4 separate regions of the Mus musculus genome follow, and all the other regions are linked to region 1. A link is a contact called in public HiChIP or PLAC-seq data. All regions are on one chromosome and are shown on one strand. The core of a region is the stretch at or near the end of the contact, and the rest is flanking DNA. Distances in the headings are between cores, read along the strand shown. Region 1 holds the start of Hipk2 (homeodomain interacting protein kinase 2). Region 2 holds the start of Klrg2 (killer cell lectin-like receptor subfamily G, member 2). Region 3 has its middle 28 kb from the start of Clec2l. Region 4 overlaps Hipk2 (homeodomain interacting protein kinase 2).

Region 1 (7,727 bases), core at 3,398-5,897:
CTGCTTCCTCTAGGCCCATCTCTACATGATAGACCACAGGCTCGGATTCAGAAATAAGAGGCTGTCCGGAAAACAAGAATAATAGATACCGAGTCAGAACAAGATGCAACTCACACAGATCCCCTGCTCCAAACACCTTGGGGGGAATAACAAGACCCACACCGCTAGTATATTGTATCTTATGCCTCCATAGTATTGGACTGTAGACAAACCTCTAGGGTATTTTCTTAATTAGTGTTTGATGCCGAGGGCCCAGCCGATGGTGGGTGGTTCTGTCCCTGGGCTGGTGGTCCTGTGTTCTATATTAGGAAGCAGGCTGAGCAAGCCATGAGAAGCAAGCTAGTAAGCAGCACCCCTCCATGGCCTCTGCATCAGCTCCTGCCTCCTGGTCCCTGCTCTGTCTTGAGTTCCTGTCCTCATCCCTTTTGATCTGTTGTATGGAGCTGTGAGTGAAATAAACCCTTTCCTCTCCAAGTTGCCTTTGGGTTGCTTTTGGCCATTATGTTTCATAACAGAAATAGTAACCTTAACCGAGACAGGGTTAGACTCCCTGGAACTAGAGTTATGCATGGTCTCTAGCTACCATGTGGATAATGAGAACTCTGGGTCCTCTGCAAGAGTAGCGAGTGCTCTTAACCACTGAGCTATCTGTCCAGCCCACAGCTATGTCTTCTTAATTCACCTTTCAACAAATTGAAGCAAAGCTTTACTCTCTCAGGAGCTAGAAATGTGGGCAAGCCTTCGCCTCATTTCAGCAACGGGAGTTGCTTACAGGACAAATTGTGTATTTATGCCTACAGTTGTGAAAACACACACCATAGTATCTTCAAGGCCACCAGACAGAGAAAGAACCACCCATTATAGGCTGGGCCCTCCCCATCAATCACTAATTAAGAAAATGCCCTAGAGGTTTGTCTACAGTCCCGTACTATGGAGGCATTTTCTCAATTGAGACTCCCTTCTGATGACTCTAGTTTGTGTCAAGTTGACATAAAACTAGTCAGCACAGAGCCCCTCTTCTGACATCCTTGGGCACTGGGCATAAATGAAATGTACACACACACACACAGGGAAATGCTCAAACACATACAATAAAATAAACACCTTTCTTTTTTTTAAAGGAAAAGGTATTTTAAAAAGAAGACGATTACCAACTCCTTGCTAGTTTTCTTGTCTTATTTTTTCTCTTCTAAACATCTTATGTGTTTGTCAAATGAATCTATACAGACCTTTCCATCTCCTCTCATGGTGCTCTTAGAACCAGCTAGTACTGCACATCTTGCCCTTTGTTCTTCTAGGCATTGTAGTCCTCCTGTCTCCCTGACTGTCTTCCTGCCTGTCTGCCTGTCTGTCTCCCTGCCTGCTTGCCTGCCTGCCTGCCTGTCTGCCCAACTGTCCACCTGTCTCTCTGCCCTCTCATCCACAGACACTCTTTCTCCTCTTCCCATGGTTCAGACACTGGTGCTCCACAGGTCACCATCTCAGACCATCTTTCCTGTTCCCGTGCTTTCCCACAGTGGCACTTTGTAGTTAGCTTATGCCTAGTACCTACTTGACTGTGGCCACTACAGGGAAAAGAGATGATTAGTGCTCCTCAACCTGGAGGTTTGTAAAAATTGAAGTTCATTTCAGTACAGTTTTCCCATCTATTTGATACCAAAAATGCTAGCTCAGCTGTTGTTTGTTTGTTTGTTTCCTCAACTGAAGTTTTGCATCCATAAGGGACAGCTCTGGTCACAGTGGCCTAAAAAGGAGGTGCTTTTCTTTCTTGAGACTCCATTTCTTTGCCCACAGTGTCTGCTTTCCTATGGGAAGGAACATCAAGATGTTTTCAGATAACACAAGCCACTTTCATTTTATTGCATAGTGTGTGTGCCTGCGTGCATGCTTGCACATGCACACATGTGTGTCTGTCTATCTGGGAGGCATTCCAGAGAATAACAGAGACTAAGACTACCCAGATTATCTGCTGTGCACCAGCATCTTGGATGGAGTTAGAGGCCATTACTAGCCGGGGCAAATAGTGAGGTGAAGGCTATCCTAGCAAGCCTGATGGGAAACTTGCCCCAAGGAGCTGCCAGTACAGGTGGGGTAGAAGATTTACACCGAAAGGAGGATCATCCTAGGGAAAGAAAGGATGAAAATCAGTAGGGCTTTGGAATAGTAATCATTACCTCTTCTTGAACCCCTACTATTTAAACAAATTCTCTTGAATCTAATCTCAGAAGCAGTGGTGAGAAGTGTATGAAACACTTTGTTTGTTTGTTTGTTTGTTTGTTTAAAGTCAAGTTCCTAATCACTGTGCTGATACAGGTGAGGACACAATAAGTTATCATTACCACCCATTGCCTACATACACCAGGCAATGAATAGTTGCTAGGGATAACATGTTAAGTAAGACCTGTGTGGTTTCTGCCCTCATTGAGCTTATAGTTAGAGATACACTGCCCAGTATGGTAGCCACTAGCCACCCGTGCCTATTAGAATTAATGTTTAGTTCCTCAGGCACTAGCTGCATTTCATCATAAGTTCAGTGCCACAAGTGAATGGAGAGAGTTCTGTTGACCAGCATGGAAAGAGGCAGAGGAAGCAACAAGCAATTGCATATCTATGTAGTAAAGGCGGGGTAGAAACTGATGAGTGCAGGGGAGCGTATATTCATATTAATATTCTTATTATAATTAAGATGTAGAAACCAAGGTTCAGTGAGGTCAGACAAGGAGACCATGTTCATACACTTGCCAAGTGGGAGAACTAGGGTTTGAACTCAGGTTTGTCTTCTTCACATTATTTAGGTTGTTTTATGGAGGAAATGAGCCAACCTGCAGGGAGGTAGGAATTCTTTAAAGAGAGAAGACACCACTTGTGGGAATGTGACATTTTGGGCAAAGGCATAGATGAGCAAGGTTGGCAGAGGACCACAGGTAAACCAGTCGGGCTGGAGAGGCAGTGATTTGTTGAAATCATGTCCTAGGAGAGGTAAGTTGGAACCTGTCTGTCTTGACTAAAAGCCAAGGAACTAAGAGACTTAGCACTAGATGAAGGTGAGTCTTTAGAAGATAGAAGTAGGAGCATGGAGTGGCCAGAACCACTCCATTTGAGAGAGCAGCAGTATTTAGGAGCAACCGGCCATGAACAAATCTAGGGAAACCAGTTAAGGATTACAAGGGGATAGAAAGGGACAAGTGAAGAGTGTGAAGGAAGATCGTAGGGGCCTAAAGATCTAAAGTTAAGGTCCAATACTTTGTATCATTGGATAATATCCTTTACTGTTGTGGGCTTCTTGGACTGCAAAACGGCAAGGCAGGCCTAGATGATCTCTGAGGTTCCCCTTACCAATGGTCGCCTAGGAGTCTACAACGTGAAGAACATTAGAGTAAGGAAAGCACTAGTGTAATGTAATATGAAATATTGAGGCAAAGAAGATCGCCGTCAAGGACCATCCCAAGATGAAGTGAAACTTATTTTCCAGTAACAAAACCAGCCACGTGTGTGCAGGAGCTAGGTTGTTTTTTTATTTTTGGGTGGTGGATGGGCACGGGATACAGAAGCTGGAAAGATAGTGAGAAAACAATGGTCTTAAAAAGAAAAGAAAACAATGGGCTTGTTTTAAAGAAAGTTCTCCAGAGTTAGAGGTCATCATATTACATCCCCACCCTCAAGGTAGCTTCTAAACTGTTTTGGACCTATGATTTACAGGTAGGAAATACAATTTACATCAGGTGTCCAGTATTCATACCTGAAAATAAAGGGTTTATGAGACAAAATATTTTTTGCTGGATACTAATATTTTGTTGGCTTTTCAGAAGCTTTGTTGTCACCCACTTAATTTCTTTTATGAACTATTCATATATCAGGACTCAACAAGTTTTCGTAAGTTGGAGGCAAAAGGCAGGGCGTCCCGTGCAGACGTCCAGAAGCGAGCTGGAGAGGCAAATCAGGGCAGAGATCCAGGCTAGGAGAGTTTAGAGAACGTTTCGCTCCGGCCCGAGTGAGCAGAAAAAAAGCAAAACCCTGGAGCCACTAGGTGGGACCCTCCCACCCGGATGATGGAGGAGAGGGCTCTCCAAACATCGGGATCAGGCGTCCATCCTGACGTTGCGTTTTCCCCGAGCAGTTCAGGGAGCTCCCCCGACATTCTCCCGGGAGGACTACGCGCCCACTCCCTCCAGTCATTTCCCCCGCGTGTCGGCTAGAACGGAGCCCGCACGCGCTGGGGTGAAGACACTTTGCCCGGCAGCGGGACTGCTGTCGGCAGCAGCCGCTCGCGCTCCCCGGCCCGGTCGGCCGGCGCGCGCACACCCACGCGCGCACTCCCAAGCACGCACACACAAAGTTGTGGCCGCCTCCACCGCGGAGCTCCGGTCGGCGGCTGCGGGCCAGCGCACCGCGCTCTCGCCCAGCCCCGCTCGCACGGCCGCTCGGCTCCCCTCGGGCCGCGCTCGGCCCCCGCCGACGCCCCGCTCTGCCCTTCGGCTCGGCCCTCCCCGCCTCGCATCCGTGCCATCGGCGCTCGATTGCGCGCGGACTCCCTGGGGCTCTTCCCGGCTCGTTCGCTCGCGCTTGCCCGCCCGCCCGCTCGCGCCCGGCCGCGCCGCCCCGCCCCCGCCCCCTCCCCCTGCTCCTCACGGGCAACTTTTGCCGGCGCCCCCGCCTCACAGCCATGCGGAGCTGAGCTCCGGCCCGGGCCCTGGCCGCCGCAGCCCGCCCCGGCTCCCGCCCTCGCGGACCCGCCCGGCCCTTGGCCTCGGCGCCTTAGCCGCCCCGGGCCGGCCGAGCCCCCCGCGCAGGGCCCGGGCCGCGGCTACGGCGGCGGCGGCGGCGGCGGCGACGCGCCCGCCCGGCCCCCTCCCCCGGCGCCGGCCAAGTGAGGCGGTGATGCGGGCGCTGGCGGCCTGGGCTGCGCCGAGAGCGGAGACACAGGCTCAAGATGGCAGATTCCCACTGAGGCTGAGGGGGCCGAGCTCGCGCGCCGCGTTCCCTTCTCCGTTGCCATGAACCGCGGACACCCCGGCCCCGATGGCCCCCGTGTACGAAGGTAAGGGGCACCCGGCCCGCGATCCCCCCGCTCGCTCGGCCAGCCGCGGCCCCCGTAGCTTTGTTCTGCCCGCGGCCCCTCGCCCGGCAGCCCCCGGCCGCAGCCCCGGGCCCTGGTCCTGGGGGCTCGCGACCTTCCCCGGTGCCCCCATCCTGGGTCCAGACGGGACCGGAGCCGGCCTGGAGCAGGATCTTATTTCCAGGGCAGAGAAGGCGGCTGGGGGGTGTGTGCCGGTGGGCTGCTGCCCAAAGAAAAGAAATGGGGGCGGCGTGTGGGAAAAGACGGATCCGTGACTGCTTTCTGTTTATTTGTGATAAATGAAGGTGATGCGGTCCTCCCCCATTACCTTTAAACGATCTCCTTTCTACTTGTCCGTCCTCTCTGCTCCCTTTTCCAAACATCTCCACTCCCACCCCACACTCCTTTATTCTTCCCGAGCCTCCGATTTTTGGGGGGTGGTGGTGGTGGTGGTGGCTGTGGAATCCGATTGAAAGGGGCCAAGCGATGAGAGAGGGTTGAGATGAAAAGTCCATTTCAGACCCAGGCAGAACAATGAAATAGGCTCAAAATCTCCCCGCAGTTGGCGTGTGGAAGGGAGAATGTAGTTTGGCTTTTTGGGGGGGGCGGGGAAGGGGGTGCGAAAGAAGGTTTTCTGGCTCGGCCTGGGTAGATCGGTGCTGTGCACCTTCACCTGGCGTTGGCTGATTTTTTTCCCATTTGACTGTCTTTAGAAGAAAGAAAAGGTAAGGCGATACAGCTGCCTCGCGCACTCTTTCGGTTCTCTTCAGTCAGTTCCGTCAGCTTGCAGCGAGAAAATCAAGCCGGAATCAACTAAGTTTTTACTCTTCTATGGGGTTTTGTGTGCTTGTAGTACCGGGTATTTTTCAACCAAAGTGTGCCAGATTTTTTCAGTTATTTCGTCGTGAAAATGTTTCTCTCGTGAAATCATTGAAATAGCAGCCCTTTACATACTTTTAGCGTGGGTCCATCTGGCTTTCTTTCGGTTTTGTTCAGATATTCTGTGTATGAAATCGCAAATGAGAGGGAAACGGGTTTGCCAGGAACCAAGAGGAGGGGCTAGGGGAGATTGTAATCCTATAAACCCAGGGAACTGTTGGGCCGAGTGAAACAGGGATCTCATTAATAGTTTTATCTCTGTTAGGAGAGGCTGATTTAAAAAAAAAAAAAAAACTTATCTGAAAAGAAAATCTGTTATTAGTACCAGGGCTCTAAATGAATTAGGTTTCTGCATGGACTCTCTTACCATTCAGGCTCTGAATAACAAGGCTGTAAATAACCTATGGACTGTAAATATTTTTTCCAGAGTCTCTTAGAAACAAAGGGGCTGTTTAGAAAGCAACAGAGAAATGTTATTCCAGGGGCTTTCCTCTTTGATTCCGAAGAACACAAGGTCTATTTAACCGTTCCACACAACAAAACAAAATTTCGGATCACTCCACCACGTAGACTAGAAACATGCCAGTGGGGACGTGAACATGTAGGAGAACCCATGTCGGGCATTCATTGTTCATCTGTGTCTAGGGGAGGGGGGCTGCAGTCAAAGCTCCCACTGTCTAGAGTGTTAAAATGAAACAGTTTTCTCTTTATTAAGTACCTCCTTGAGACTCCCTCTGCTGGACACTCCGGGTGAGCATTTTAGAAAGAACTTGGCATTGAATTCACAACTGTAATAGAGGAATAAAAATTCCTCTTCCAGGAAGCTGGGGAGGTGGGTCGGGATGTATTTTGTCAACCTTGAACAAAGCCACCCTGGGAACTTCATTGATTATGTTGATTTCATTTGAAATCCATGAGGAATGTAGGCTAGCCCCCGGGGCTAAGTAAGACCCAGCACAGTTGGTCCTAGGACATTGTTCTTTTAGTGATTGTGTCGGAAAAGCAATTACAGGTGTGTAAAGTGTTACACTGTGGGACTGTGGGGTTCAGAGGTCTCTCTCTGCTTGGAGTTTTACTTTCCAGCCCTCCTCTATCCCAGGCAACCTAATTTGTCACCTCCTTTCCATCCTGGGTTTCCTTGGGCCTTGTCTGTGGGTTCTCTTAATTGTTCTTTTGTTTGTAGCTTTTTTTCTTCTTTGGGAGCATCTCTTACATCTCTAGAATTCTTTTCCTCCTCTTGCTCAGCACTTCTTCCCCACCAACCCAGAGTTACTCAGCCCAGAGCTCAGGCCTGTCTGGTCTTTTTGAGAGAGACTGTTAGGCATGCTATGAGACAGAGAAATGACCTCCGTAGTCAAGGCCTATGCTTCCAGTGCCCATGCTCACTCACAGTGCAGAGTATGGCCAACACTACACTGACCTCTCCCTTGACCCCCAGTGACAATCTGTGGACTCAGTGAACCTGACTTTTATCATATTTCCACCAGAACCCAGGGACTGTGGGGTGTGTGTGTGTGGTCATAAATGAACAGGACTTTTTTTTTTAATAGACTTCTCCAAAAGAGGGATTTCTCCTCCTAATAGTTCCACATGATTCTTCTCAGAGGTCTAATTACACATGAGACTTTCTAGCTGGAATTTCTCAAATGGAGTGTGACTCAGATTCCGAGTGAAGGCTGGAATGTAGAAATCTAGACAGGTGTGCTGTTTTTGAAACAAAGCATATTTGATAATAGGGATTAATAAGTGGCAAAGTGTAACAGTCTTCCAGTACTGTCTTTAAGAGTCGGCT
Region 2 (7,727 bases), core at 3,903-6,402, 240 kb after region 1:
GTGGTCAGGGTTCCTGCTGGGCCACTTCCTGGAACCAGCCAGTGATCTGAAACCGGCACTAGGGGAATCTCAGTGGCCCTTTAGCCGGGTTAAGAGACTGGCCCAGACAATTCTCTGGAACACCATTAACAAATGAAAAGTCATTCAACCTCATACTCATGCATAATTAAAGAAATGTGCATTGAAATTCAATATTTTCACCCATGTGTTGTTTAAAAGCTAAGGAGATTGATAACATGGGGCTGTGGTGAGTCTGAAGGGAATGGTCCTTACAGACTGTTTGCCCAGCCTCTGATGGGTGACTTGGCACTACTCATCACATTTGAAGTTGTGGCCACCCTTCAGCGCAGCAATTTCACTCAACGGAATCTGTTCTGAGATACTCAAGAGATGTGCTCTTTAAACAACACAGTACAAGATTGTAGATGGAGTTATCCCCACAGCATGGGCAGCACTGAGGTATTTAACCACAGTAACAGTTCAAATGCTCACCAGCAGAGGCAGACATTAAAAATAAAGATAGCGTTGATACACGGGCAGTAATGGTTAGTGAGTGCCATTACAAACACCCTGGAGGCTACAGTGCCAAACATCACTCTCAATGAGAACCAGAGATGGAAACAGGCAGCTGTTGCAGGCGCCTGAAAGCGGCAGCTCCCATGTGCTTGGTTCTCTGGCCTTACAAAGAGGGGGGTGGGGAGGGAGGAAGAGAGAGAGAGAGAGGGAGAGAGACAGAGAGAGAGAGAACGCGCTCTGGTCTCTTACCTCCTTCTGAGTGTCCCTGCTTGAGACTATATACAATGGAATGACCTAAGACTCCAGGCCAGACACTAACCCCCAACCACCTTGGAGCTTAATCTCTTAAGATTTTCACCATGGAAATGGTTTCTATCTAGTTCCCCAATTTCAGCCTGTCTCCTAGCTGATTTTAGAGTTACCGCTTCAGAACGGGAAATGGCACAGTAGCCCTAATGAGGTTCTGTTGAAACTCTTGGAGGGGAAGCTATTTCTTCCTGTCAAAGAATGCCTTGGGTGGATAACTAACATTCTAAACTACCCGAAACATAAGAGTTACCCCACTGGGCTGCTTGCTGAGCCACCACACGGAACTCCAAGTGAGGGCAAGTGAGAGAAGACGGGAGGAAGGAAGGATGGCAGTGGATGTCTGACCTTCTTTTCAGCATCTGACCCATCTCCTCCAAGGATCTGGATAACTCACTAGCTTCCATCATAGCAGTTAGAAACGGCTTCTGGCACCAAGGCTCTTGTAGCAGTGCAATGAGAGCAAAGCCTGACTCTTATTTTAAAGGAACCTTCCAGACTTGGAAGGACTTGGGCTTCCTGCCACTGGCATTTGAGTAAATGAGATGCTAACCGTGACGGTTAGTTTAAAATGTTAACCTGGCACAACCTATAATGACCTGGGAAGAGTCTTAATTGAAGAGTAATCTAGATCAGGCTGCCAGTGGGCATATCTGTGCAAGACTGTCTTGATTGGCCATTGATGTGGGAAAAGCCCAGCCCAGGTGGCCTCATTCCTAAGCCAGAAGTTTTGAACTGTGTAAGAGAAGTCAAGCTAAGCACAGACAAACAAGGAACACGAATTCACGTCTTTCTCTCTGCTCCAGACTGTGGACATGTGACTGCCCTGACTTTCCCTCAGGAATGAAATAGAACTGAAACTAGAACACCAAAGCTTAGCAAAGGAACAGGACACACAGTAAAAAGAAAGATACACGGTGTCTCGTGAAGCCCAGAAGATTGAACGAATGAGCCTGGCGCCCAGCCACGATCAGGAACCTCGAGACTGGGGCAGTATTTGCAGATCTTCCGGCAGCTGCTTCCCCGATGGTTCTGATACTTCCAGCTCTGCCTTTCCCACATTTGGAGTGCCAGATTCCTAAAAGGAACACCTCACTTGCCACTGAGGCCGTCACAAACATGCTGAGTTGACCACCCAGGATGGCAGAGCCCTCCCAGGAAGCCAGCTTACTAGGTGGGAAGAGCTGCTAGGGTAAAGTCCCACAGGCTGAGTGCGGTCAATTACCCCCTCAATTCTGGAGACCAGAAATTCAAGATCAAGGTGTCTGGAGGGCCAGTTCCTTAGGAGAGCATCTATTCTTTCCCTTTTTCCTGGCTTCTCAGAGCTTGCTGACATCCCTCATGATTTCCTTAGTGTTTTTGTTTGTTTGGCTTCTGGATGCATTATCCTGATCCCCGCCTTCAAGTTCTGGCATTTTCTCTGTGCACAGGTCTCTCAATGTCTTCTTTTTCTAGAGACACAAGCTACATTGGGTTAGTGTAACCTTCTCTCAACGAATTACCTCCTCAGTGACTCTGTTTCTAGCTGAAGGAAGACTTTGATATATAAACCTGTATCGGGTGGGAAACATTTCCCCCTGAAATAATGAAAATGGGGAGAAGCTGAAGACAGCAGACCTGAGACAGCAGAGCCTAAGGGAAGGAGGAAAGCCAGTCAGCTTTGGTGTTGGGGAAAGTGTGGGTGAGAGGGACTCTAAGGCAAGAAAAGTACTCAGGTATGTTGGTGCATGCCTGCAGTCCCAGTGCTCAGAGGTGGAGGCAGGAGAATCAGGAGTTTAAAGCCATCTCCATCCGCTTCATCTCCAGGTTTGGGAGAACCTGGGTTGCTGGGAAACTCTAAAACAAGTAACAACAAAACAAAACAGGAAGAGAGTGAGAAAAGGGCCATGTCGAACCGTCAAAGGCTCCAGGGGCCACCATACAAAGAAGAGCACCTGCTGGACTTGGTGACAAGGGTGCCTGCTCCCTACAAGGAAGATGTTGGGCCGGGCGTGGTGGCGCATGCCTTTAATCCCAGCACTTGGGAGGCAGAGGCAGGCGGATTTCTGAGTTCGAGGCCAGCCTGGTCTACAGAGTGAATTCCAGGACAGCCAGGGCTACACAGAGAAACCCTGTCTCAAAAAAAAGAAAAGAAAAGAAAAGAAAGGAAAGGAAAGGAAAGGAAAGGAAAGGAAAGGAAAGGAAAGGAAAGGAAAGGAAAGGAAAGGAAAGGAAAGGAAAGAAAAAAGAAAAGAAAAATTCTAGCCTGGCAGTGGTGGTGCTCGCCTTTAATCTCAGCACTTGGGAGGCAGACAGGGGCAGGCAGATTTCTGATTTCTAGGCCAGCCTGGTCTACAGAGTGAGTTCCAGGACAGCCAGGACTACACAGAGAAACCCTGTCTCGAAAAAAAGGAAAGGTAGAAAGAGCAGAGGTTTAAAATGCACTAGGGACATGGACTGAGGGTGGGACAGTTCTGTTAAGAGAAGGTTGATGGTGACAAAGGGCGCTAGGGATTATGCCAGGTGTGAGCTCCATCACTGAGCTATTCCCCCCACCATTTTTTCAGTCTGGGTTTTTGTTGTTTGTTTTTTGAGACTCTCCTGTAGCTCAGGTTGGCTTGGAAATCATCATGTATGGTCTGGAGCTGCTGATGTCCCAAGTGCTGGGGTTACAGGCAACCTATAATCACAGTCCCATGCCTTTTAAGATGCATTTTCATGGAACTAGGAGAAGACAGCTCAGTTGGTAAGGGGCCTGTTGTGCAAACACAAGGGCTTGAGTGTGACCTCCAGAATGAATGTCTTGTTCACCTGAAGTCAGACTTTGACTGAATTGAACTACCCCTTGTTGTTGTTCTTTTTTGCTGTTGTTTTTCTTTTTTGTTTGTTTGTTTGTTTGTTTTTGTTTGTTTTATTTTGTTTTCCAGACAGGGTTTCTCTAGGTAGCCTTAGCTGTCCTGGAACTCACTCTGTAGACCAGACTGGCCTCAAACTCAGAGATCCGCCTGCCTCTGTCTCCCAAGTGCTGGGATTAAAGGCGTCCACCACCATGCCCGGCGAGCTGTTGTTTTTCAAGACAGGGTTTCTCTGTGCAGTCCCAGGTGTCCTGGAACTTGCTCTGTAGACCAGGCTGACCTCAAACTCAACTGCCTCTGCTTTAAACTACCTCTTTTATCTGCTAGCCCTACCCTGGAGTACTGGTTAAAAACAGTAGTGGCCTCATGCCTCTTCAGACTCAGGAAGTTCGGAAGGGACCTTAACAAATCTGTATTTTAAAAGGCTATTTAGGAACTGGAGAGATGTTTGTCAATAAGAACTTGCTGCCCTATCATCAGAAATCAAGTTCAAATCTCAACACCGACATCCAGCAGTTCACAAATGCCTGCAACTCGAGGTTCAAAATAGCTGAGCTTCAAAAAGCAGGCATATGCTACATACATGTCAACACTACAAGTAAGTCTATAATAACAAAAATTGTATTCAAGCCAAGTGTAGTGGTGCATGCCTTTAATCTCAGCATGCTTTTAACTCCGTGAGTTCCAGGACAGCCTGATCTACATAGCGAGTTCTAAGACAACCAGGACTACCTAGAGAGATTGTCTCAAAAAACAAAATGAAACCAAAACGGCAAAACAAAATAAAATACAACAACAACAACAAAAATCAAGACAAACAGAAAAATCCACAAAGCTCTCCACAAAGCTGTCTTCGAACCATCATGCTACCTCACTAAGCTGGTAGAGCACATGACACTTCATGGGGAAATGAGCATTCTCTCCTTGATTTTTTTATTTCGTTTTTATTTTTGTTTGTTTCACTATAAACTCAGGCTGGTCTGAACTTGCTATGTAGACCAGGCTGGCCTCAAACTCACAGAGATGTCTCTGCTGCCAGAGTGATGGGATTACAGGCATGGACCAAAGCGTCTGGCTCATTCCTCGTTCTCCGTGTTAAGTCTACAAGTAGTCAAGCTCCCAGAGTTGGAATCAGGACTTCAACCTTTCACTCGCTTCCAAACCACAACCGGTGACCCTGTCGCCATCACTTTTCCTTGTTCTGATATGTCTGAAGTCCTTATCCACGCAGATTTAGCCAATCCCTTCCCACTCAGTCTACAACTGAATCCACCCGCAGCACAGAGCCAGCAGGGGTAACGGGTGGGGCTCGGGATGAAGGAGAGGAAGGAATCTGCCAGTCTCTGGGTTCCCAGTGCTGCCTTAAGAGCCACCGCCCACTCTGTGACTCGCTCAACCGGGTCCTCCCAGCAACCGGTGCCACGGAAAGGCCAGGCTGGAGTTCCGAGGGTGTGGCCAATCCATAGCCACAGCCAATCACACAGGGTCCTCTAGTGAAGCTGTTAGTTGACAACGTGAACGACCCGAAACTTCTGGGGACCCAGCCTAGAACGCGACGCTCGCACGGCGAGTCTCGAGTCGGCGCGGAGGACGGAGCGGACCCGGGAAGCGTCTAGAGGAGGCCAGGGTGAGACCGGGTCCCCAGAGGAGCCCTCGGAAAGCTCGGGAATGGAGCCGCCGCAGGTCCCGGCGGAGGCGCCCCAACCCAGGGCCTCCGAAGACAGCCCGAGGCCGGAGCGGACCGGGTGGGAGGAGCCGGACGCGCAGCCCCAGGAGCTCCCGGAGAAGTCTCCGTCTCCAGCCCTGTCCGGTTCCCCTCGCGTACCGCCGCTCAGTCTGGGCTACGGCGCCTTCCGCCGCCTGGGCTCGTGCAGCCGCGAGCTGCCGTCTCCGAGCCCCTCGTGGGCCGAGCAGCCCCGGGATGGAGAGGCGGAGCTGGAGCCCTGGACGGCGTCAGGAGAGCCCGCACCCGCGTCCTGGGCGCCCGTGGAGCTGCAGGTGGACGTGCGCGTGAAGCCCGTGGGCGCGGCTGGGGCTAGTCGCGCGCCCTCGCCTGCGCCGTCCACGCGCTTTCTCACCGTGCCAGTGCCCGAATCGCCAGCCTTCGCCCGCCGCTCCGCTCCCACGCTCCAGTGGCTGCCCCGCGCCCCGTCACCAGGCTCCACGTGGAGCCGAGGATCGCCGCTTGCCGCGAACGCCACCGAGTCTGTCAGCCCCGCTGAGGGTTGCATGGTCCCCCCGGGCTCGCCCGCCTGCCGCTGCCGCTGCCGCGAGCCCGGACTGACCAAAGAAGATGACGCGCTGCTGCAGCGCGCAGGCATAGATGGCAAGAAACTGCCGCGGGCCATCACGCTCATAGGTGAGTGCTCAAAAGTGCTCGTGCCCGGTCCCTGAACTAGACTAACCAGAAGCCAATCTGGCTGCCCCCAAATCCATCCTGCTTCTGTCTCAGAATTAATAAGAATCAACCCAGGATCCTGCCCCTAGCCCTCCTCCCGGAAACTTTCCTTCCTTCTTAGTGTGCGCAGCATCTTGGAGAAGTAGAACTCTGGGTAAGGTGAGGGGAGATGATTCAGAATCACGTGGCAGTGGTGGCCTGGGTACACTTCCAAGGGCTGGGCTCCTTTCCGCCTTCAGGAGGGTCACCCATCAGCACACACGCTGAGCTGGCCCCGCGCCAGATGGCATGTGTTTTGCTTTGCGTGTGAAGGAGAGGCAAGTCTAGCAGTGCAGAAAGCCCCTGTGTTGGTTTACTTTTTCTTACTGTGATAAAATGCTGACCAAAAACAACTTGGGGAGGAAAGGTTGTATTTGCCTTACAGGTTATAGTTTATCATCATGGGAAGCCAAAGCAGGAACCTGGAGGCGGGAACAGGGGAACAGTAGCAAAACCACGGAGGAAAGCTGTTTACTGGCTTTCTGCTCGGCTTTCTTTCTTGTACCACCCACCCCACCTGCACCCGCCCGTAGTAATTAAGAAAATGCCCTACAGATTTGCCTACAATCTGTACTTGCCAATCTGGTGGGTGCATTTTCTCAAGGGAGGTTCCGCTTTCCAGAAAATCTTAGCTTGTGCCAAGTTGACAAAACAGTAACCAGTACAGCCCCCTAAAGGTTGTTAGTTAGAGTAAGGAATTGCTCTGTTGTGGTTGGTTTACTGGGCCACCCTAGGTCGTGGGTGGCGGAGGTTCATATTAGCCTTGAGAGAACAGAGAAGCCTGAAGGGACTAGAACCTTGCCCAGTAAGCAAACTGCCCAAACGTGGGGCAGTGGAAAAGTTAAGCGGTAGGGAGCACCCAGGAGTCCTTGGGGGGGGGGGGGGGAGCTCAGAGATCACGAAAAACTTTTAGAACTCTGTGAGCAGATTTCTGCAATGTGGAATGGGTTCGCCATTGCTATTGCAAGTTTCCCACACGCTCGCTCGGTGCCTCTAGTTGATGCAAACTTGGTATCTTGCATCAGAGGTCTGACACAGGCTCCCTAGTCTAAGGAGATGCTATCAGCAGGGCAGTGCTTCTCTCACTGAGGCTCCGGGGCAATTCCCTTACTTCACCTCAGTGAGAGATCCTTCACTGTTGATCCCAAGTAGTATTAGGTGGGATCTGTCTGCTCTGGCACTTTGCCTCCCTCCTCTCAGGTAAGGACCCTCGTGATTACACTGAGACCAGGACAGCCTCGATTTCAGGGCCAGCTGAGCAGTACCCTCACCTCCATCTGAACTTTAATTCCTCTTTGACAAATGGCCCTAGTTTTGTCACTGTTCTAGGGATAATGTCATGCTCCTCTTTAGGGAGATGTTATACCAGCCTATAGCTTTTTAATCTATGTTTTATATTTTTAAATTTTTTATTTTATGTGTATGAGTGTCTGCTTGTATGTCTGTATACCACTTCCATTCCTGGAGGCCAGAAGAAGGTGTTAGATCTAGAACGGGAAGTAAAGGCAGTTAGTTGGAAGCCAGATTGTGGGTGCTGCGAACAACCAGTGCTCTTAACCACTGAGCCGTTTCTCTAGCTCCTTCATCAGATCCTTTAAAGAGTCGGATTGTTGGGTTTGTTCTAGAAATTAAGC
Region 3 (7,727 bases), core at 2,178-4,677, 180 kb after region 1:
GGCCATTAGGTACAGTGAGGGTGATGGGCACAGTGTTCCTGTGAGAGAGTTCCCTCGTCTGCTCTTCCCCAGGCAAATCCTCCCAGCTCCCAATTGTAGGGAGCCAGGTAAGGAACAGGACACGAGACAGTCTCATGGGAAGGACCTCTTCTAAATCACTGGCAAGTGAAGTGCACATGGGACCTTTTAGACCACCCTGCTTCTGAGCTGTGGCTGTGCCCTGCCTGCACTGTGATGTGTGTGTGTGTTTACCCCACTACCAGGCAGAAACAACCAGACCCCCAGTGAAGAAAGGATTGGAGCAATAGCTTCCCCAAACAGAAGGCAGCCACTCTGCAAACCTCATCCCACAACCACCCCTCCCTTGATCTCAAGTCCCATATTCAGAGCTGATGCATCAGGAGTAACACAGAATCCCAGCTAGTTAGCATCCTCACTAAGTTCCCACTGAGGTGCTCAGCACTGCATCCCTTTACAAAGAAGATGGAAGAAAGGCTGCTGCCCTTGGGACTATCCTCTCAGTGGAAGGAGGGCCACTTAGTCCTTACTAGACCATGTGTCCCTGGTGCATCCTCTGGGCCTTCTTTAATGAAGATAAACTGCTCGGCATGAGGATGATGAAATCAGCTCAGGTCTGAAATCGGTCTGTGGTACCTTGGGACCCTCAGGTCAGCAGGCTGCTGCTGCTCGCTGGTTCTTCCTGGGCCCTGGCACCCATGTCTCTGTTCGTGCGGCGGGTGATGTCTTGGGAAAGTGGATGAGGAGCAGGCCAGTAGGCAAGGCTTGTGGTAGTGCCAGTTAGCCCTGTGAATGGATGTTTGATGTGATTCAGAGGAAAAGGGGGCGAGTGGCCAGTGTCCCTGACTGTATTGCGTTCTCCCCTTCCTCGTAACAAAGTTGTTTGCAGCTGTAAAAGCCAGCCTGGCTTGGTTCTCTTTGTCTAAGAACTGGAACTGAGCAGCCAGCGTAGAGCAGGTCAGGAAGGGAGGTTAGCCCAGCAGACAGGAGCTCCCTGGACTGCGTCTCAGATGTTGCAAACACTCATTTTGAACAGTGTGTGGTGGAGGAGTGGGTTGGGTGATGTGAGTGGAGTTTACGTTCTTGGAAACCAGAGTGAGGTGCCTAGGAGGCTTAGGGAAGTATTGCTGCTGGTTCATGATGATGATGGTAGCTGGGTCCCCACCTGCCCCTCCCTCCCCCGGGTTCTCAACATCTGGCTAAGGGAGGGTAGGTTGTGGGCGTGGCTCTTGCTGGCCTGCCATGTAGCTGCTAGGACAGAAAACAGAAAGAAGATTGCTCTGTGCCCTCAGCTAGCAGACAGAATTCCATAAGGCAAGCTCTCCTTTCATGGCCCAGCCTGAGACTGCACACACACACACACACACACACACACACACACACACCCCACCAGCTACTGGATCACAGCACACTCCATCCTGGGTCTCACAGGCTTTGCCCCTCACTCATGTTTTTCCCTCTTATTTGCTTTACAAATTTTCAGTGGAGAAGCCTAAAGATTAAGCAAGCCTGAGATGTCCTTACCAAATTGGAAAGGAAAGGAAAGCTGTCCCTTCCTATAGCCAAAGAACCCTCACAAAGACATCTGGAGATGGACAGATGCATTCCCTGGTCCTTTCTGGGCAATATGACTTCAGTGACCTTCCATTTACCTTACCTTTCTATCCTGCCTTTTTTTTTTTTCATTGCAGTTATTTCAAAACCACTCATCTTCAAAGAGGAGTGGAGTAGTGGCCCTAAATGTTGCTACTCCAAGGAACTGATATCCCTCTAGCACTCCTTTGTGATTAATTGATCTCATGCTACTGTGGGAAGCTAGAAAACAAGCAAGCAACCTTCTCTGATGACCCCACACTGTATCCCAGGCTGAGAATGTGTAGGACGGGCTGGCAATGGCAGTATCGGCCCACTTGCCTTAGTCTCCACAAACAGACCCAGACAAGTCGGTCAAGCCACTAGAGAACCAAAGATGGCAAGATAAGGCTTAATTGCAAAAGGAACCTCATGAACTTTGGCACTATGGCTCACTGTAGTAACCGCCCGAGGAAAGGTTTCCCGAGTCTTTGGGGTAGCTCCTGAGAAGTAGCTCCAACCAGAAGCTCAGAGCTGCCAGAAAAGAGGTCCTGGAGGTTCCCTGTCACAGAACCTCCATGCTGCCTGACTTCTAAGCTAGAACCCCTCCCTGCCCCAATCCTTTGAGTGTCCCTCATCACAGACCCATCCAGGAGAGCATTATACTAATTGTCTCTTGCTGCACAAGAGCAGTGTCCCTCATGGAAGGACTCACTGACATTTGTTGAGTATCCACACACAATATGCCAAGCCCTTTCTCCATGTCCCCTCAGAGATCCATCCATGGGAAGAAGTCAACACCCACTATGTGACAGATAGAAAAGCTGGCCCTCTGAGGAAGTGGCATGTGTGAAAGGGGAACACGATGCATCTCAGAGCCCCCAGGTTCTGGTTTTCTTAATCCGATGTTCCCACTCCCTGTATGCCAAACACTGTGCTAAGAATTGCTGACGAGCCCTAGGACAGCAGCCGTGCAGGACCTGTGCAGAGGAGGCGCCTGGCTTGCAGACCCCGGGGCCTGCCCAGGCCACCTAGCTAATAAGAAGGGAAGTCAGATATTCTGTCTACTTGGCTCTAGAGCTGAGCTCACACACCAGCCTCAGCTGCCTCCCTTGTATAACAAGGACAGTCCTTTGCAGAATGTCACACTCTGCCTGCCCCCGTGTGACAGTGGACTTCAGCAGGTATGTGCAAAGAGGGTTCCTGGATTGGATGCAGGTGAAAGAGGCAGAGTTTGACGTTAAGAAAAGTCTCTGGGGAGTTCCTCGGGATTCCTGGAATTCCTGTTTCTAGCAACTAGCTTTAGCCACTCAGGCTGCTGCAGCTCCCATGAGAGTGCAGGGAAGGTGTTCTTTCTTTTAAATAAATACATAAAGATGATTTTTTTTCTTGCTTATAGTTAATCTTAGGAAGGCAATACTAAAAGTATATATTTTTTTCCAAAATGCTATTTTTTACTGTACTTGATAAATATCATGACAGCTCTGATCTCTGTAATAGGCCCGCTCTTCAGCTCTGCACAGAACCGGAAGCCAGGTTCATGCCAAATCTGTAAATACCATGTGGGTCTGTGTCCAGGAACTTCTGTTTTCTATGAAGAAACAGACAAAACAAAAAACAAACAAAAAAAAAACAAAAACAAGAAAAACCCAAACAAACAAAAACAAAAAAGGGGAGGGGGTAAAGGCAAGAGGACTTTTGGGAAGAGAACAAAATTGAATTTTCTTGCAGGAAACACCCTTCTCAAAGAGAAGGACAACAGCAAAAATGGGCAGAGCAGCCGCAGAACGGGAGGAGGAGGAGGCGTCGGTGGGGCCCATGGCGGCCCTGGGGTTGAGAGTGCTGTGCTAGAAGTTTCATTTCACCTAAGAGATGACAAAAATCTAGAAATGCTTTAGGGCTAGGCTTTAACTTCTTCAAACTCTGTTTTGGGTGGGTTTCTTGTTTCTCTTTTCTTGTAAAAATGTCTGTACTGACTGGCTCCAGGCTTGTTTGCCTAAATTCTTAGGTGGTTTACACAAGTTCTCAATTCTTGTAGAACTTTAAATCCATTGGAAGCAAACCCAGCCAGTGTAGATCTGAGGTCCTGGCTGGTGTCAGTAGGTGTTCTGGAACTCAGGCAGAGCACCTAACAAAATCTTCAGAAGGTTTTAGCTACATTATCTTACACAAACTGTGACCCTAATGGCAATAATTACCTCAAATGTGGGCATTCGTCCTGGTCTAGCCTTTTTTGAAATCATGTAGCCAGCTTGATCTTGTGATTTAAAAGACAATGAATTGTTCCCTGTGGGCTGAAAGTAAGGATTGACGCATACCCTGGTCACTGTTGCCTAAGTGAATTCTGAGAATAAAATTCTCATCATTACACCAGAAGTGAAACCAAGAAGAGATGATGATGTCTGCGTGTCATAATCAGCATGCTGTTCAAGTGCACAGAGCATGTTTCTCTAGGTAACGTGCCCTCTGAGTTCTCCACTATCAAGTAAATGACACAACTGACTGTAGATACTCATACAGACTTCTGGCTACATTTTATAGTTAAAGTATTTTATAGTTTACATTTAATCTGGTACTTTTTAAAAAGAAAATTGTTTATAACTGACATCTTCAACCACAGCGATTGACTGACTCTTGTTTTAGAAGCTGTCTCCCCAAGGCAGGCATGTTCCACTCATGCTGTGCCACAGCCTGATGCATGTGTTTCCCTTATTGTTGCTTTCCAGTGAACCTGAAAGAATGTGAAAGGAAGTCAAGAGGGAATGGGAAAGGGCGAGTCCTGAACCTGGGCCATCCGCAGAGTCCGGTGCCGTGTGCGCCAGAGCTTGGAGGGGCGGTGAGACTGATCCCCGCCGCCTCACCAACACTGTCTTGATATGAATGCTTCCTTTGTGACCGGGCCACTCACCTGGCAGTAGGTGATGCCGGCACTCAGCAGCTCTGCAGGTCTGGATGCTGCTCCTGGGTCCGCAGTGAACCTTGGTCAGCATTTTGAGAGGGAGAACAATACCCCTGTGCCCATGTTCACTGGCTGGATTTTCCACGTGTTGCTGGTTTTGTCAGTTTTTTTTTTTCTTTAAAACAAACCCCATGTAAAATAATGTGTACTTTAATTCACCCATTGCCTGGCTAAGATGTGAAACTCAGTTCAGAAGATGGCTTCAGAGCCAAAGGGCAGGGGTGGGCAGTGCGGGATGGTCCTGGAGACAGAGGGCTTTGCAGGGATGGAAGCAGGCTTCAGAGACATGAGCAAGAGAAGACAGGAAATGTCAATTTCCCTGACAGTTTTGTAAGGTTTGGGTTGGGTTTTTACTGGGGTATTTTGTTATGTTGTGTCTTTACGACAGGTTCTTACCATGTATCCCTGGCTGGTCTAGAACTCACAATGTGAACTGGGTTTTGTTTGGTTTTGGTTTTCTCTTGTGCCACCACTGAACTGTGGAGGACCCGTGGCGACCTGTGGTGACTCCTCACCGCCCATGTTTGGTTTGCGCTCACAGCATGCTCTTGTGTATGTTGAATGTCCTTGTAGAATGTTGTTCTCACGCTTCTTAGTCATATCCTAGGCGTGTGCGTGTGTGTGTGTGTGTGTGTGTGTGTGTGTGTGTGTGTGTGTGTGTGTGTGATTTGCTTTGCACTAATAAACCAAATGAATTTTGTCTCATTGTCTTTGAAGCTAACCCATGTTTTTAAAAGTGAGAGGTATGGAAATGGGCTTTTCATTATTATTTGAAAAGTAAATTCACTGTAGCATAAAAATAAAAAGGGCTCTGCTGTCTTCTCTTTAGTTCCCTCTCAACCAATTTCCAAATGACTCTCCTGGCCCCATCCCCACCTCTGGCTCCCCACCGCAGATCCATGCTCAGGCACTCAGGACTCCCAGAAAGCTCAGCTCTGGGAGCCATGCCCCTGCTCGCTGCCCGCCTGCCCGCCCGCCCGCCCGCCCGGCTGTTGGTCCATGGATTGCTCACGCTGTCAGTACTCTGGCTCAGGTTATGAGGAAGGACGTGGAAGTTGAAAGTGACTTAACTGTGCCATCCTCTAGCTTTCTATGACTCTGACACACACACACACACACACACACACACACACACACACACACACACACACCATGTGCCCTTCAAAGCAGAAGTCCTATTCACACTGCCTCCAAGTCTGTTGGCTTCCTGCCCTCCACATCCCTCTCTTGTGTTACTGCCCATTTAACGCTGGCTTTCTTCCATGGGTTACCTAGGACACAATCATTTATAGCCCCCAAAGCACCCTTCACCCCTTTAAGTGTGTATTTTAACCAAATGAAGTTGACAAGAAAGGCATATGTTGGGGCTGCAGGATTCCTAGTGTAGTAGAAGCATTGTATAGATAGAGATGTTGATATATATGTTTGTGTATATATATATCAAGCCAAATTTCTGATAGAAAAGTATAGCTTTATGGATGAGAAGGAAAAGGAGCCCTCTAGAGGTTGGAGCCAGCCTCGATGTGTCCAATGAGCAAGACACGCCGTGCTTCACGCGCAGCTAAGGCCCCAGGACCCGGCCCTGGCCTCACCTCTGCAAAGCTGGGGGGCCCCGAAGGCTCTGCTGCTCTCTGTGGGTCCCCAGCAATGAAGGCATAGGAGAGTGAGGAGACAGAGATCATAAGGACTGGAATTTTTCATCCCTTTTTGCTCTGGCCACCTGTTTTGAGCTACAGCCTGATTATATCACATTTCCAAAAAGTAGTACCATGAAGATGGCGAGAGAGATCTGTCACAATGCTTAGCTTTCGACTGCCTGTGGCTTCAGGATGCTCAGGACAGAAAGACACACTCCCCAAAACAAGAACATGGAGAAGGAGACCTGGCAGTACCCATCCCCAAGGCCAAGGAATGAGGCTCCCTCCCCCAGGTCATCTCACCTAGATCTTTCTCCCCCAGGTCATCTCAGCTCAGTCTTGATAGCCTCTGGAAAGCCCTGGCCTGTCGTGTTCCTTCACTGTGTGGTTTCTGTAATAAAGTGTTAATCCATGTTAACCTGTGTGGGGATTATCGCGTGCAACAGTATTTTCTCGTGTACCTCTTTCTCCTCTGTGACGTGTCCCTCTTTTTTTTATTTATAAATGTCTAATTTGGTTTTTTTTTTTTAAGGACAAACCAGTGTGTCGTAGACCTCTATGTAACCTGCTCCTTAGTCTCATTATAGGTATGTTATAAGGATGGATATTTTACTTGGCTTTAGAATGTTTTTCAAGAAAACTAATTCTTAACTGATGAAGTTGTTGCTACTAAAATGCTTGTTTTCATCATGACGTCGTGCGCTTCTAAATTAATCATCATTTTCGTTGTAGAAAAATGGAGTGAATTTATATTAGTCTTGGAAACTAATAATAGCATTGTAAATTTATGAGATGATTTTAACAGAAAAATTATAGAAGAATATAGTTATTTTAATTGTAATATTACTAACTGTAGGGTGAGGCGGGGTCCTGTTGTGGTGAACTGTTATAGCTTGTTACTCAGTTTCTTTTTGATCATTTTCTCGGTCTCTGAGGTGAAGCGAGTTATTAATTGAATCTGTAAACTCACATATGCATATTGTATATGTGTAGCGATGTGATCACACTGTCTTGGAATTACATTAAACTGTTTGGAATCACTGAACTTTGTCCAGCCGCTTCCTTAGCCAAGCCTCACTAGGGGGCGCCATTGCAAGTAACTGCTCTCTGTCTCTGAAAGGAGTCATAGTCCGCATGCTGGAGAGAGGTGGGCCTGTGGTCATTTCACTGCCAATCCTGTGCTAAGTCTCCTGGATCCCCATTACCTCTCAAGCCACGGTGACCCGATCTGTGCCCACATTCCTTCCCTGAGACCCGAGGCACGGCTGTCCCATGAGCTTGCCAGCATCCCTCCCGGGCCTACATCCTGCTTCTTCACCCTCAATAGCAAGACAACCTCGGTGTGGCACAGCCCCGTTGCCAGGGCTGCTGTCCCCACTGGAGCCTCACCCAGGCCTGCCTCCACCTACCCACCTTCCCCCAACGCACCCTACCTCAGAAAGCCTTGAAGATGTCACAGCTCCTGGCTTCCGTGATTTTGTTGTTTTGTTTTTAACTGTTCCTTTTCCCAGCCCATCAAACCCATTGCATTCGGGCTCGAG
Region 4 (7,727 bases), core at 2,137-4,636, 170 kb after region 1:
CTGAACACAGGGGCATGATACATAGGAAATACAGGGGACTGCACTGCAGACTAAACCACAAAGCGATGGTAAAGGGCCTCAACCACCCACCCTGGTGACAGGGAGCTTGCAGAGGAAGATGCAGTAGTGATACTTACTGCAGAGATATGATTGTTGCCTTAGAAAATAGTTCAGGACCCAAAAAGATAGAAAAGTCTAGTTGAAGCCAATAGCTCTTAATAGAAAAACCACTGTGTAATTGTATCACGTAACCATGACTGTATTTAACAACTAGAAAGTAAAGGAACTTACGATTATGTGTTCTGGAAATTGTAATTACCATGAAATTTAACACAGTGACTATTTACCGCCCCACCATTGTAAGACAGTATGGCTGGAACTTCAAGTAGTATACAAATAAGGGGACAGACTCTCTCTTCTTGAGGCTTGCAGATAATAAGCGTGACAAGACACGTACAAATCACTCTGACAGGAAGTAGAACATCTCCTCCAGAGAAGCTAGCGAAGTCTCAGGAGAGTTTAGGAGAGAGTTGCAGACTTAAGTGAGGTGACTGATGTGGCAGAGTGCCAAAGGGGAGCAAACAGAGTGTCCCAGAAGCAAGCCTTATCCAAGAGAAGGAAGAATGTTGGAGGAAATGGGGTGGGCATGGGAATGGTTTTTGAGGCATTTCCCCTTAGATGGAAATGAGGGATTTGTCAGAAGGCTCGAAGAAGTTCAAGGAAAAGCATCAGGCCTAGAAAACCAAGACTATACTGTTTGCACCTAAACAAAAAAGCACTTGGCCATGGGCTCCAAAGCTGAACAGCATCCCCTATCCTCCCGCTTTCTGTTCAAGCTTTGGAGACACTCTGACCAGTTACTTTTCTACTATGGTAAAATACCATGGCCAAGGCAACTCACAGATGAGTTGATTTGGGGCTATGGTTCTAGAGGGTTAGAATCCAGATGGCAGAGCTAAATCCGTCAGCAACAGGAAGAGCTGAGAGTCTACATCTCAAACCACAGGGGAGACAAAGAGCACTAATTCAAAACCATAAATCCTCTGAAACCTCAGAGCCTTCCTTCAGCAACACACTTCCTCCATCAAGGTTTCGCCTCCTTATTCTCCAAAACAGACAACTGGGGATCAAGTATTCATATGCCCAAGACTTACTGGGGACATCTTATTCAAAGCACCAGTCTCTAACTCTGGTCATCCTTGCCAGCAAACCACATTTCTCCTGGGAGGTGAGCATCTTGATTGTTCTGTCTGAACCCCTCCTTGCTGCTTACCCCAGATCTAGCATTTGAGGCGCCCAGTGTGGTCCTCAAATGCTGCTTGTTTCCCAGTGTGGCTCAGTCCAGTGTGGTCCTCAAATGCTGCTTGTTTCCCAGTGTGGCTCAGTCTCTGCACAACAGCTAAAGCATCAAGGGTCACGAACACTCACAGGGTGACCACAGAGTGACTTTTAGCATCAACATAAGATAAATGATAAGCCACATATTTAGGCCTCACTGACAATGTCACTCAATCTCCAAAACTAGATGGCATTGCCTAGAATTGTTAAAAGAATATCAAGGGAAGATCTTGACCACAAATATGGGCACTGTTAGTTGCCGAAGCAAATGGCCGGGCAGGAGAATCCACAGCATGTAGAGACATGGGGCAGGATGAACTGAAGGGAACCGTAGCAGACCGCACACAGTTTACTGCAGTTTGCTTGTCACTTCTATTTCCACTCAATAAATGAGGAAACTACGGCCCAAGAAAGCCAAGTGATGAGGTCAGATTAATAAAGGCTCAAGAAAGGGAATTTGGATTCATTCCGGAAGTATTACACCATTGATGAAATTTTTTTAATAATTATTTCTCTTTAGTCATTAACTTTACAGTTATTAAGTCTCTCCTTCACCTTCTGTAACCAGTCCCCTGATAGCATCCAATATATGCAGGGAGCTGTGACAGGGCCATGAGGAGCTGAAGGCATAGGTACCAGGTACTCTAGAGTGCTGTGGCAGTCTCAGGAGATGGGCAGAAGTTTAAAATTTGCCAGTGTTGCGTAACATTTTAATAAATGTGTTTTCTCTATTTCAGTGGTTCACTAGTAGACTAGGGGACTTTTCTAATCATGGCTAGAGAGTAGACATAAAAACAGAAACACTAAACAATAAGCATTCTGTTTCCTATATTTCCCAGAATTAAGTAGAACCTGCCTATTTTAAGTGTTTTTGATGAGGGAAGCATTTCATCATCTCTGTCTCCTTTAACATGGAATCTTGTTGATCAGTGTTTACAAAGATGTATCTGTTTATCAAGATCCTCATACCTAACTCACCTATGCAGACGCAGTCTTAGAGAAGCCATGACGTGCAAACGCCTGTCATAAGGAAAACTTTTAAGTATCTGATCAAAGTGATTCATTGAGCTGATTAGCATAAGACTTTTTCTCCAGGGTCCGTTATTCCCATGCCTATCACTGACTCACTGGGTGTCCCTCTCTAGTAGAAAAGGTGGGTCACAGGGTACTTCTACATTCCACACTTCATAACACACAAGCAGATTCGTGAGGGCTGTTCAGCTAATGTTGCCAGTAGTGTCACCTCTAAGAAAATGGGATCATAAATATCACAGGAGGCTTTAGATAAGAAAGCAATGTCCTAAGTCACTCTTAAAATATTTATATATATTTATAAATGGAGGGCTAGGCCTGTAGTTCAGTTGCTTATCCAGAATACATGAGGCTCTGGATTTAGTTCCCACCCCCAAAAGAGTTGACACAAGATATTTTGCTTCTTTGTACTAAATTTAAAAGGTGGTAAAATTATTTCAGATAAGTCACAGTCTGAAACTATTGTTCAAATGACTTCTGCCTGAAAAATGGACAACCAGAGAAAGAAAAACGACATTTATTATTACCTGAGCAAAGAGGTCAGCCTGAATTGGAATCTCTTTGCACTGACACCTACAACAGTGGAACCTCACTGCCCTCCTATCCTGGTTAAGAAGCCCCGCACAACCAGCATCAGAATGTGCTCCTGGCCAGTGACTGCCAACTAGAGGGAGGGAACCCAGAAGCCAGACTCACAGCGCCATGTAAGGGACGTTTGTGCTCTAACACATGCCTAAGTTGGAACCTGTTTGTCCTGTGACTCAGCCCCAGCAATGGGAGCCGTACACTCAGCCATCCTCAGTGCATCTTCATCACAGGCTTCCATTCAAGGCTGAAGGGCTGCATCCTGAAAAGGCAGCACTGCAACCTGTCTGTCCCCAGCATCGTATCCTCATGCTCTAGTATACCACTGCCACACTGATGTGTGGCAGCCTCCTCTTTACTCCTCACCTTCCATAGCTGGGGCTATGGGCACCAGAGAGGAATTGGATCTGCTCTGGCACGTGCTCAACACATGGGCTTAATGTACCGCAGCCCAAGCCAGCTGAGTCAGACTGGTTGAGGAAGAGAGAGCTGAACTAACTACTGAAGAAAGGGGAAGGAAAACCAGCACCTCCTTCCAGGCCCCTTTCTGATGTCCTACAGAGTGGTCATGTGAAGGCTGACCTTAATGTAGACAGATGTGCAAGTGAATACATACAGATATAGATAACAGAGAATACCATTTGAATAAAATATATGGACCATACTAAAGTTGTGGTGAATGGAAGATAGCTTAGTTGGCAAAGTGCTTGCCATGCACGCATAAGGAGCTGAACATGAACCCCAGAACCCACATGAAAAACTTGAGCATGGTAGTGCATGCTTGTAAATCCAGCCCTGGGGTTACAAAGACAGGCAGATTCCCTGAGACACAGTGGCTGACTAGCCTAGCTTAGCCTACTTGGCAAGCTGCAGGCCAGAGGGAAACCTTGTCTCAGGAAAGAAGATGGACATCTCCTGAGGACACTGTGCTCCTCATGCCTCAGCACACACACACAAACACACATACGTGAACAGTAAACAAACACATTTAAGGTACCGTTTCTCAACCTGATAGCTAAATTAAAAGCTATAGAACATCAAAAGGAGGACTTTAGTCTGCAGGCTCTGCTGCTTATCCTCCTCAGTAGGAGCAGGTTAAAAGTAATCCACTGGTATTTCTGCTCATGGGGATCAAAGCAGTAAGGCTGGCTGAACCCTCATGTCTTATTTCCTTCAGCTGGGAAACTCTCCATGGAAATCACCCCATGCCCCAGAAAGCCACTCTTAACAAATGGGCCCTGGAGACACCAGAAAGGAGCGTTTGCCTCATTTTACTGTTGCAGCATTTGCTAGGACTGTCACTGGGGAGGCAGAGGGCCATGTCGCGTAGTGATTAAGACTGCAGATGGCTTGATCTAGGACAAGCGAAGGACCGAAACCCTCCTTATCTGCAGTCATCCTCTACAAGAGGAAAGTAATCACTGTCTTTACCGTGTAGTCCTGTTCTAAGGACTGAAGGAAATAACACAAACGCAGCACTTTGAATGGTATGTATTTGATGTGTGTCCCGTGTATGCCATCGGTGTTGGAATGGAAGAGCAGGAGGTTGGGGTTTGTTTTCACATATGGTATTTTCTCTGAAGTCAGTGGAGATAGAGGAGTCACGGAAAGTTTATTGGAGGAGATGAGTTTTGACCTTGGTCTTGAAGGATGAAATTGACTGAGATTAGCAAATAGAAATCAGAACTACATTCCAGAAGGGACCCTACAGGGATGGAGGGGTCAGAGGCTTGCACCTGCTCCTGTGCCTGTCTTTCCTCCTCTGCGGTTCATTTCTATACTTCTTAGCTCCTTATTTCCCTTCATCATTTTAAAATGATGAAAATCATCTATTGCCATGACAACACAATGGAGTCTCGAGCTCTTGCAGCTTTGCTTCTTATTCAGAAGTGGTGTCTGTCAAGGCCATTTGAGCAAATATGTCTCGTTCCCCTCCTCCCTCCCTCCCCCCCCCCTCTCTCTCTCTCTCTTCCATTAACCAGCTCAGAATGGGATTGATAAACTGTCAATAATAATCACAGACAATGGTGGAACGAGTCCCCGTGGTACTGACATGTAGGAGCCTGAAGAACCAGCAGTGCCAATCTCAGAGGTGTGGTTGGTTTTTAAAGGGAGCTGTTTAGCAGCTCCCCACTGTTCTCTAATCTGGGTAGTATGTTTACCTAGTACGCAGATATTTCTAGCAATAGACAAGAATAGAAACAGAGCTATCACACTAATTCACCTTTCCCAAACCTATCAGATACAAAACTGTATAAAAAGATACAATGTTAAGCTGCCGTGTGATTTTGCTTGTTAGTCACGGGACTTCCCAGCCACAGAGAAAAGTATGAACCTCAGGAGGAGTTTGGGGAGCTTCTCTGCCCCCACCTCATTCCAGATAACAAGACAGCGACAGGTAGCACCCAGTTACAGCCACGCTTCCCGCTCCCACGGGACTCTGCAGAAAGCCTTCCTTCATTGGCAGTGTGCTAGTTCATGAGGTAGTGTAGTGTGCCTTCAGAAAGTTCCCGCAGTTAGGAAGTTTTATCTGCATTAAACGGGAGCTTCTTCGGGCTGGAGAGATGGCTCAGTGGTTAAGAGCACTGACTGCTCTTCCAAAGGTCCTGAGTTCAAATCCCAGCAACCACATGAGAATTCACAACCATCTGTAATGATGGATGACGCCCTCTTCTGGTGTGCCTTCAGCTTCAGTGTACTTACATATAATAATAAATAAATCTTTAGGCCAGCCAGAGCGAGCGGGGCTGGCTGGAGTGAGCAACCTTCGTTCCCAGCAACCACATGATAGCTCACAACCATCAGTACAGCTACCCATATAGACTAAATAAATAAATACATACATATATAAAATCTGGGGGGGGGACCAACTACAGCCTCTCCATAATTAGCAAATCAGGGTTACAAATTCCAAATGGGCACAATTTAAATTGTGTCTGAGGTCAGATTACAGTTTGGTCAAAATTAGTATTGTATGTTGTTGCTTTGCTTGCTCGCTTTCTAAATAATGGATATGATGAGGGAAGGGAGGCTCAGCAGGAAATGGCCAGGACCCCGTGCATGTGTAAGTCCCTCTCGCTGAAGAGATTTGTTTTCTCTTGACATGAACAGTAGACTGGATTTTATCTTGAATGTCTTTCATAATAAATCTCTGTGGGATATTCAAAATGGGCCCTTTCATACTGCAAATACTCTCTCCCACTTTCCCTAGTAATTTCAGAGTGGGTCAGGGCTAGGTGGATGGTACAGGGCTGTGGTTGCCCAGGGTCCCACCTGGCAAGGGACAGCAGAGCCAAAACTAGAACACCATTTGCAGGGACACATTGGGAGCCAACCTCTATCTTCACATGGGTCCTTGACTTACAGATCATGGCCCTGCAGCAGAACATATTCCCATTTCAGGAGACTGTAAAAGGAGCCACTGTGTTTGGGTCATTTAATCAAGTACAAGTGACAGTGACAGAAGTCTTGAGTGAAGAACAGAGTAGCACGCCTTCTGCATCCCCCTTGGGAACTTTCCCGGAATGAATTCCCAGCTCCATCCCTGGTCCCAGAAGCACTATGTACCTGTGCAGGTGGGAGGGATACTCCACAGCCAACCACAGGACATCAAACAGTTCTGCTCAGGACCAGCGACTACTCCCGACACACAGCAAAGAGCAGCAGGCCCTCCCCACTCCCCAGCTTTCACATTGGCTCCACATCGCCATTGCTTTTCCTGCTATCCAGGTTCATGAACTTGTTCCTGGGGACTCGCTCTCTAATTCTTGGCACAGATACAGTTACCTGTAGCCCCTGAGATCTGCTGAGGCAGTGCTACTACAGCGCCCAAGGCAATATCTATCGGGGGAGCTTTTTATTGTGGATAAACCCATGGGCTTTTTAAAATTAGAAATAATTCATGTATTGTATAATCCACCAATTTACTGTGTACAGTTCACTAGGGAGATTGCACATTAGTTTTTTAAATTATGGTAAAGCATGAAATTTAACATTTTAGCCATTCGGTGGCACTGATTGTCACCATTATCTATTCTAAAACTTTTCTGTCATTCAAACCCAATATTCTGTATCCACTAAATAATTTTATATTTTTCTCTGCCTACCCTATTCTCCAGACCTCTGATATCTGTAACCTTTTTTCCCTTTTGAATGAGTTTGCCTATTCTACATGTTTCTTGTGTTGACTCATGCAGAATTTGTGTCTGGCTTATTTTAAGTGATACATAGGGTTCATATAAGAACTTCACTCAAAGGTTTGGAGAGATGGCTGGAGAGTTCAGAGCACATAATACCCTTCAGGAGACCTAGGCCCATATCAGGAGGCTCATAACTGCCTGTAACTCCAGGTCAAGGGCATCCCGTTGTCTCTGGCTTCTGTAGGCACTTGCACACGTGCGCACACACTCACTCTCTCACACACACATATACACAACAATTAATAAGTACGTAAATATGAAGAGCTGTAAATCTATGTGACCAGTTCATTCCTCACCTTCTTTTGGGTTCTTAACAATTGTCATCTGGAAGAGTCCTTTGACAGTTCATCGTGGGAGGCTGTGTGACATCCGTTATTCTAACTGGTTACTTTAGAGCTTTTACCGTTTAACTTGTCATGTTGTAATACAGTCTCCCACCGAGCTTTTCATCTTCAAGGACAGAGGCGTGCTTCTGTTTCTCTGCATAGCTATTCCCTGTGGCACTGACTGTAGATCTCCAAGATCCCAAACTAATGACTTGTCTTTTTCTTCCCTATCAATCTTCGGGCTTAA

The links. HiChIP or PLAC-seq counts read pairs in DNA pulled down with a chosen protein or histone mark.
Region 2: a contact with region 1 is called in an H3K4me3 HiChIP or PLAC-seq map of embryonic stem cells, with 19 read pairs. The contact joins the promoter of Klrg2 here to the promoter of Hipk2 in region 1. A contact is called at or near these places in 17 of 39 promoter capture datasets (the 3T3-L1 cell line, the C10 cell line, the HPC-7 cell line and 12 more), 1 of 15 datasets of contacts at CTCF or cohesin (large pre-B cells), 4 of 484 Hi-C or Micro-C datasets (embryonic stem cells, nephron progenitors and uterus), 13 of 115 datasets of contacts at active chromatin or transcription factors (the 230-238 cell line, bone marrow-derived macrophages, differentiating embryonic stem cells and 6 more) and 4 of 9 other capture datasets (adipose tissue, embryonic stem cells, liver and 1 more).
Region 3: a contact with region 1 is called in an H3K27ac HiChIP or PLAC-seq map of microglia, with 3 times the contacts expected there. The contact joins the enhancer-like site here to the promoter of Hipk2 in region 1. A contact is called at or near these places in 11 of 39 promoter capture datasets (the 3T3-L1 cell line, 3T3-L1-derived adipocytes, the C10 cell line and 6 more), 13 of 115 datasets of contacts at active chromatin or transcription factors (the 230-238 cell line, bone marrow-derived macrophages, embryonic hindbrain and 6 more) and 4 of 9 other capture datasets (adipose tissue, embryonic stem cells, liver and 1 more).
Region 4: a contact with region 1 is called in an H3K4me3 HiChIP or PLAC-seq map of bone marrow-derived macrophages, with 4 times the contacts expected there. The contact joins the enhancer-like site here to the promoter of Hipk2 in region 1. A contact is called at or near these places in 14 of 39 promoter capture datasets (the 3T3-L1 cell line, 3T3-L1-derived adipocytes, the C10 cell line and 10 more), 2 of 484 Hi-C or Micro-C datasets (bone marrow-derived macrophages and hematopoietic stem and progenitor cells), 21 of 115 datasets of contacts at active chromatin or transcription factors (the 230-238 cell line, T-cell acute lymphoblastic leukemia, VIP interneurons and 14 more) and 2 of 9 other capture datasets (adipose tissue and liver).

The regions. Positions count from the first base shown.
Region 1 is chr6:38,873,110-38,880,836 of GRCm38.p6, reverse strand. Hipk2 (homeodomain interacting protein kinase 2) reads left to right here and starts at 4,647. Exons shown (of 15, transcript NM_010433.2): 1 at 4,647-5,038. The coding sequence starts at 5,020. It also overlaps a transcript of Tbxas1 not described here.
Region 2 is chr6:38,634,664-38,642,390 of GRCm38.p6, reverse strand. It overlaps Klrg2 (killer cell lectin-like receptor subfamily G, member 2), which reads left to right and starts at 5,152. Exons shown (of 5, transcript NM_001033171.2): 1 at 5,152-6,015. The coding sequence starts at 5,325.
Region 3 is chr6:38,687,016-38,694,742 of GRCm38.p6, reverse strand. It overlaps a transcript of Hipk2 not described here. Among named protein-coding and RNA genes, the nearest start is that of Clec2l, 28 kb to the right of the region's middle. Within about 2 kb of position 3,427, at least 20 of the 459 cell types and tissues checked have an H3K27ac peak or open chromatin away from gene starts, as enhancers often do. A contact at or near this core is called in microglia, where this site is marked.
Region 4 is chr6:38,706,345-38,714,071 of GRCm38.p6, reverse strand. The region is part of intron 12 of Hipk2 (homeodomain interacting protein kinase 2); the gene reads left to right. Among named protein-coding and RNA genes, the nearest start is that of 4930502C15Rik, 27 kb to the left of the region's middle. Within about 2 kb of position 3,386, at least 54 of the 459 cell types and tissues checked have an H3K27ac peak or open chromatin away from gene starts, as enhancers often do. A contact at or near this core is called in 3T3-L1-derived adipocytes, adipose tissue and bone marrow-derived macrophages, where this site is marked.